2 separate regions of the Mus musculus genome follow, and region 2 is linked to region 1. The links are chromatin contacts, called in public HiChIP or PLAC-seq maps. All regions are on one chromosome and are shown on one strand. Each heading gives the region's core, a stretch centred on a gene start, on an enhancer-like site or on the middle of the called end of the contact. The rest is flanking DNA. Distances are from core to core; before and after follow the strand shown.

The links. HiChIP or PLAC-seq counts read pairs in DNA pulled down with a chosen protein or histone mark.
Region 2: an HNF4G HiChIP or PLAC-seq map of pancreatic cancer cells shows a contact between it and region 1. The contact joins the enhancer-like site here to the promoter of Secisbp2 in region 1. A contact is called at or near these places in 3 of 39 promoter capture datasets (HPC-7-derived erythroid cells, neutrophils and pre-B cells), 1 of 484 Hi-C or Micro-C datasets (pre-pro-B cells), 3 of 115 datasets of contacts at active chromatin or transcription factors (large pre-B cells, pancreatic cancer cells and pro-B cells) and 1 of 9 other capture datasets (liver).

The regions. Positions count from the first base shown.
Region 1 is chr13:51,650,385-51,653,238 of GRCm38.p6, reverse strand. Secisbp2 (SECIS binding protein 2) reads right to left here and starts at 1,531. Exons shown (of 17, transcript NM_029279.2): 1 at 1,419-1,531; 2 at 484-632. The coding sequence starts at 1,454. It overlaps Cks2 (CDC28 protein kinase regulatory subunit 2), which reads right to left. Exons shown (of 3, transcript NM_025415.3): 3 at 2,577-2,854. The coding sequence ends at 2,850.
Region 2 is chr13:52,657,996-52,660,818 of GRCm38.p6, reverse strand. No RefSeq gene overlaps it. Among named protein-coding and RNA genes, the nearest start is that of Syk, 63 kb to the right of the region's middle. Within about 2 kb of position 1,283, at least 60 of the 459 cell types and tissues checked have an H3K27ac peak or open chromatin away from gene starts, as enhancers often do. A contact at or near this core is called in pancreatic cancer cells, where this site is marked.

The sequences.
Region 1 (2,854 bases), core at 282-2,781:
GGAGCTCTGTCACTGGAGACAGGGTCTCGCTAAGTTGTCCAGCCTGGCATGTTATCTATCTGATCCTTCATCCATCTGTCCTTTTCCCATTTACCCTTCCTTCTTGCCGTTTCTTTTCCCAATACAAATGTGAATTTGTTTGGTTCTGTCTTGCTTTGGTAGCTCTGAAGATCAAGCCCAGGGCCTGACAAATGGCAAAGCAGCATCCTCAGTCCCTACACGCGTGAACCAGTATCAACTGTAAACAAATGACCCTGCAACTGTACTTTCTAAGTTCCGTAGTGTCGGTCCCTTCCTGGATGAAGTTTTTGCACAGAATTTAGTCAGGCTACAGAGCCCAATCTTTGCTGGTTGAAGAGCCTCCTTTCCTCACCTGCAAGCCGTCCTGTAAGATGTTATGTATGTTTCAGTGTGTGAGGCTCTAATCACTACCTCTGGGAGAGAAACCCTCTGCATGAGGCAAGGCATCGAGAAAATACATACTCAGCTGCTGGTGGTTCCTGTACAAATGGATAGTAGGTGGCCGCACAGCCTGGGAAGACACGTGTCTCTGAGGACTCTGACCACGCCACGTTGAGCCCAGCAAACTTAGGGACGAATGGTTTGACATCAGCTGACAACTTGATGCTATCCTGAGGATGAGAGGGTGGGGATGGGCTTTAACGCTCCTGAGATTCGCCAAATGCCATCAAATACAAACCACAAGAAAGGTGCGCCATTCTGATAGGCCCATTGGTGATTACAAAGGTGCAGTGCAAAGACAAAAATGTGTTTGGCAACAATATCTCCCTGATGTTTTTATTATTAAAAAAAAAAAAAAGGTTACTGGACCTTACATGTGAAAAAAGGACAATGAATTAAAGTCGAAGGAAACCCCAACCTTGTTATATAACAAGAACCACAACTCGGAATGCTTCTGAGGATTTAAACTTGAAGATAGTTATTTTTACCTCTTCCATCTTTATACATGAGATATATAAGAACCCTGTACCTAGTGTCGCTAAACTATACCCAAAGGACGCTCAAAGTTATTATGTAAAACACACCGCTGACATTTATTGCCATCTAACTTCTCAACAAAAATCACCACATATTTCATCTGTAGTTAGTAAACCACACGGAACCTCTGAGAGAAAAATCATCCCACAGCCATGAGCCCTTGGAACGCAGAGTATGGGTTATTCTGACAACTTTTATCACCGCGTTTGGCCAATTTAGAGTGGATTTCTGGGACGGCCGGCGCGCCATCTAGCGGTCATGGCAGGCGCGGACGCGGGTGCGAGGTGCCCGAGGCCGTAGGTAGCCTATGTGTTATCATTTCGCTGGCCGAACCGTGAGAGGGTGGTCAAGCCCCCCATCCCCGAACCTCAGGCCCGGCGGCCCCGCGCGTGTGCCTAGACCCGCAGCCCGCCCCTTACCTCGCCGTCCGGCTCCCGCGGCCGCTCCGACGCCATGGCGGCCACGGAAGAGCCCGCGCCGTGAAGCTAGCGGCGCGCCTAACCAACGACTCAGCGTTTCCGCCTTCCTGCGCGGCGGCGCCAGGACGTACGTCACCGAGGCGCGACGGAGGCCTTCCCTGCCGGAAGTGCTCGGCGTCCCGGGCCTCCGGAGCCGCACGTGGAAGACTGGGGCAGCGACAGCTCTAGGGGGTGGCTTGTGGTGGGCCAGGAAGGGCGCGGCTGAGCTCTTACGTGGGGCGGGCTTGGTGATGTGACACTAGGGGAGGCCAGGCTCTGGGCGCCCGCACTGATGCAGTGCAGGAGGGAGACTCCTAGTAAGAGTGAGGCCGGCAGACCTGCTCAGTGGTGAGCTTCCAGGAGCATCTGCTCCTGTGGAGTTTCTAGTAGGATGTCATGGCGGGTGCCTGCAGGCAGATGAAGAACCTTGGAACTAAGAGGAGTCAAATGTTTAGCTATGTGAGACTTCTGCTGGGGCCTGGACAACAGGAAGCTCTCGCAAAACACAACTCCAAAATGAAACCAAGAGCACAGAAACAGGTCGAAGGACAGAAAAAGGTCGCCTGCAATGTGGGGGCATTTGGCAAACAGGCCTTGGAGTCAGTCTGTAGGGTTAGAATTAAACACCAGCCCTTTTTTTCAAGCAAGACACCAGTGCCAGTTCATGGTCAGTAGCCCTGTTAGGTCTAGTGTATCCCACACATGGAAGGCTGTGGCTCTGTAGTGTTTACTGTGTTCAATGAGAAATCACCCCTGCTAATGTCTAACTACAGTCTTGTTTCTGGCCACTCATACTTTTTTTTATGGCTATCCACTGATGTGTGCTTAATTTCTTGGTTCACACAAGATGCACGAATGTGGCACCTGAACTTTTAAGATACTTTTCTCTGAAACCACTAGACTTTTTGTAGACTTGTGGACACTATCAAGCGGTGGGTTTTTCTGTTCACTTGCAGAATCCAAAGTTATTTAGGAAGTAAACTGGCAATAAAGCTGTAATATCCTCATTTGGAGCTTAATATTTCTTTTTCAAGTATGTTTATTTTCTTATATTTCTTTTTCAAGTATGTTTATTTTCCCCAGGGGTAAAAATAATCAAGTCAAATTAATTTCAACAATGGTGATATAAATGCAATATACAAACTTTATTTAACAAAACAGGTAAAATAAAACAGGCATTTATATTAAGAAAAAACTACAAGAAACTATCTTGAACAACTTAAAACAACCCTACTTGCAGTTGCATTTGACTGAGCTCTGTTGCTGTGAAGAATACAGCGCATGCACAGGTATGGATGAAAGGTTTGTACACTTTTCAAGTATTCACTGAATACTACCTTATATACACATATACATTAAATTTGAAAAAGATTAGATGATCCCAGCTGCACTTCATT
Region 2 (2,823 bases), core at 34-2,533, 1.0 Mb before region 1:
GCATAGAAGAGTGCATAACTTAAGATTGCAGCTATGCATTAGCTTCGGTTGTAAAAGCTGATTACATGGGAAATCCTAGGCAAGCAAGCTTGGTTATTACAGTGTTCTCTTAGAGGCAGACTAAACAAACAGTTTGAGTCCACAGTAGGATAGCAGCCTTAAGTCTTAAGTGACCTCAAGGTGCATTATTAACTCTGGCTGTGAGGTCCAGCAGAAGTTCCAGTCTTGTAGAATATAAGAGATAATTTTATTATAGTGCATCGCCGTAGTCCTTGACTTTGTGTGCAAGGCATGGTAATGTTGCGATGCATTGTGGGTCCTCCTGTGCTGCAGGCAGACTCCTTACCACCTCCTTTGCGATAACCTACTTTATTTTCTCTTGGGACATTAAAGCAGACACCGACAGTAACTCACTTTTAACTCAGAATTATGAAGGATCCCAAAGGGGTCAGATCAAGTCTTCATATCCACTTCCGTGCAGCCGAGTTCTTGCTCTGTGCTGGAACTATCTCCTTCCCTCTGGCACTAAGATTTCAAGCCAAGCAGAGCATTCAGTCAGAAGAATGGGGAAAAAAGAAAGATGTTGCCAACGTGCCACTAGGGATTCCAGTGAGTGGCACCATCCCATGTCCACTCTTTGATCTCTGATCTGGGATCCCTAGGGTTTTAATCTCGGATGTCTCCCATGGGAATTCCCAGTATTGATCCCAGGTGGTGGTACTGTTGAGAGGGGACATGGAGCTTTTAGGAGGAGGCGGGGTCCAGCTGGGAGAATCAGGTTGTGGGGGTGGGCCTTTGAAGCTCATGGCGGCCTCTGGGCCAGTGCTTTCTTTATCTTCCCACGATGGGAACAGGATTCTCCATCTGTTTTGTCTCTTGGTGACTGAGCTTCTCTTCCCTCCATGGGCCCTTCATGGACCACTGCCCCCAAACCGGGAGCCACGAGAGAGACAGCTCCAGACAGATGATGTTAATTCAGGATATCTAAGTCCCAAGGAGAATCTCCGGGGTAGTCATGATTATTCAAAGCACTGAATAGTAAGCTTGGCTTCCTGGCAATGTGCTCAGGTTAGCCCCCTTCTCCCTCCTGGCACCATCATTAGGCCCTGATCGCAGTTAGCAAAAGGAAGAGCCTGTGCAAACAGACACATTTCTGCACCACCCAAGCCCTGTCGATCTTTCTGGCATTTCTCAGATATTTTCTTGGTTGTGTCAGGAGGATTGCTCATCGTTGGTTTTGACTCATGTCTCAAAATCAAGGAGAGACATTAGCTGTCCCTGTCTTGCGGTTTTTCTCAACACAGCTAGCATGCCTGGGCGTGAGAAGGTACTGGGACGGGGAGAAGGACCAGGTGGAGGCAGGGCAGAGCCTGGAGCCAGGGTCTTCACCTATGCCCATCCGAAAGCATCTCAAATGTGCACAATGCTACGCCCTTGCCTGGAAAGCACAGGCTGGGCTTGAATAGCTTCTCCCTGGCTCCCGGATGCTGTAAGCAGGAATCTTCTAGTCTGGAATAACTCATGAGTCAGTCACAGTTTGGTTTTCAAACCGCTCTCCCTTGGTCAAAATCCCAGGTTATCTGAGTGCCATTAGCAAGGCTGAGCATTCGTGTCGTCCTTGAAACCACTGGCTTCCTGGGAAAGGTCCCGAGGTTCCAGTAATCAAGAGACACTGGAGCAGAGACCAACAGGCTTCTCGCTTAGTCTGCACCCCACCGTTGCCAATCAAAGCCACCAAGATGACTCTATTTTGATGTCAAACTAGCAGACATGATTTTGTGCAAAGTGGACTCTCCTCCCCAACCCCCTTTTGAGACAGGGTCCAGTCAGGCCTTGCGTTGATTATGTAGCAGAGCAGCAAGCGAACACACCCGCTTTTACTCAGTACTCAGACTAAAGCACACTAGGCAAGCTGTCTGTCGACTGAGCCACCCGCCACCTAGGCTCCGAGTAGATTTTTAAAAGAGTAAATAAAGAGATCCGTTTAAATTCCCACTCAGCAGTACTTTGATGTCCAAGATTAGAAATTGCTTCCTTGTATATTATTTCTGCACCTGCTGGAATGTGATTCCTGCCGTGTATCCACTTGGCAGCGCTGACTCTTGTTAAAACAGGTACTTTGTTAAGGAGGAAGCAGCTCTTTCCTGCCTGTGGCCCCCGTGGCAGTCCTGTCCGAGGATCTGCTGCCACCTACTGGACACATGAAGAGTAGCACTGACAGGCGAATCCCCAAAAGTTGCACTGACTTTCTGAGTTGGTGATTGATAAGAGGGGGGTCTTGTCCAGCATAGAGAGGGGCCCACTGGCCAGGCACGTTCATCTTTGTGTTAGGGGCTTGGTGATATGATAGACCCTCCCTTCCTGCTCTTGTCTTCCTCTTCTTCCTCCCATATCCTCTGACCTCCTGGTAATGCTTGTGTTTATTTAACATGGTCCGGGCTAAAAGATATGAACCAGAAGAGCCAACGGCCACCTTCTGGACATTGCTTCATGATCATCTGTGTGACCTACCCTACTTCAGGATGTCCTTATCTGTGTGACCCATCCCCCAGGTATACCCCATGACACGTGCAGGAGGGCTGGCCGAAGGCTGGGTTGGTGTTACAGGGACGGCATATTCCAGGGCTGAGATTCATATGATGGGCCCTGGAAATCCTGGTGCAAGTCAGGGAACCCAGGGCTGAGCATTGAACTTGGAATCCTGCTGCTGTGTGATGCCTTCTGAGGGGTTCACAGTACGGATTGCCAAGAAAACACCCTGAACTGGTGGCCGAGGTACTTCTCGAGTGTGGGCTCAGAGCTGGTGCTGGGTAGTCTGGTGAC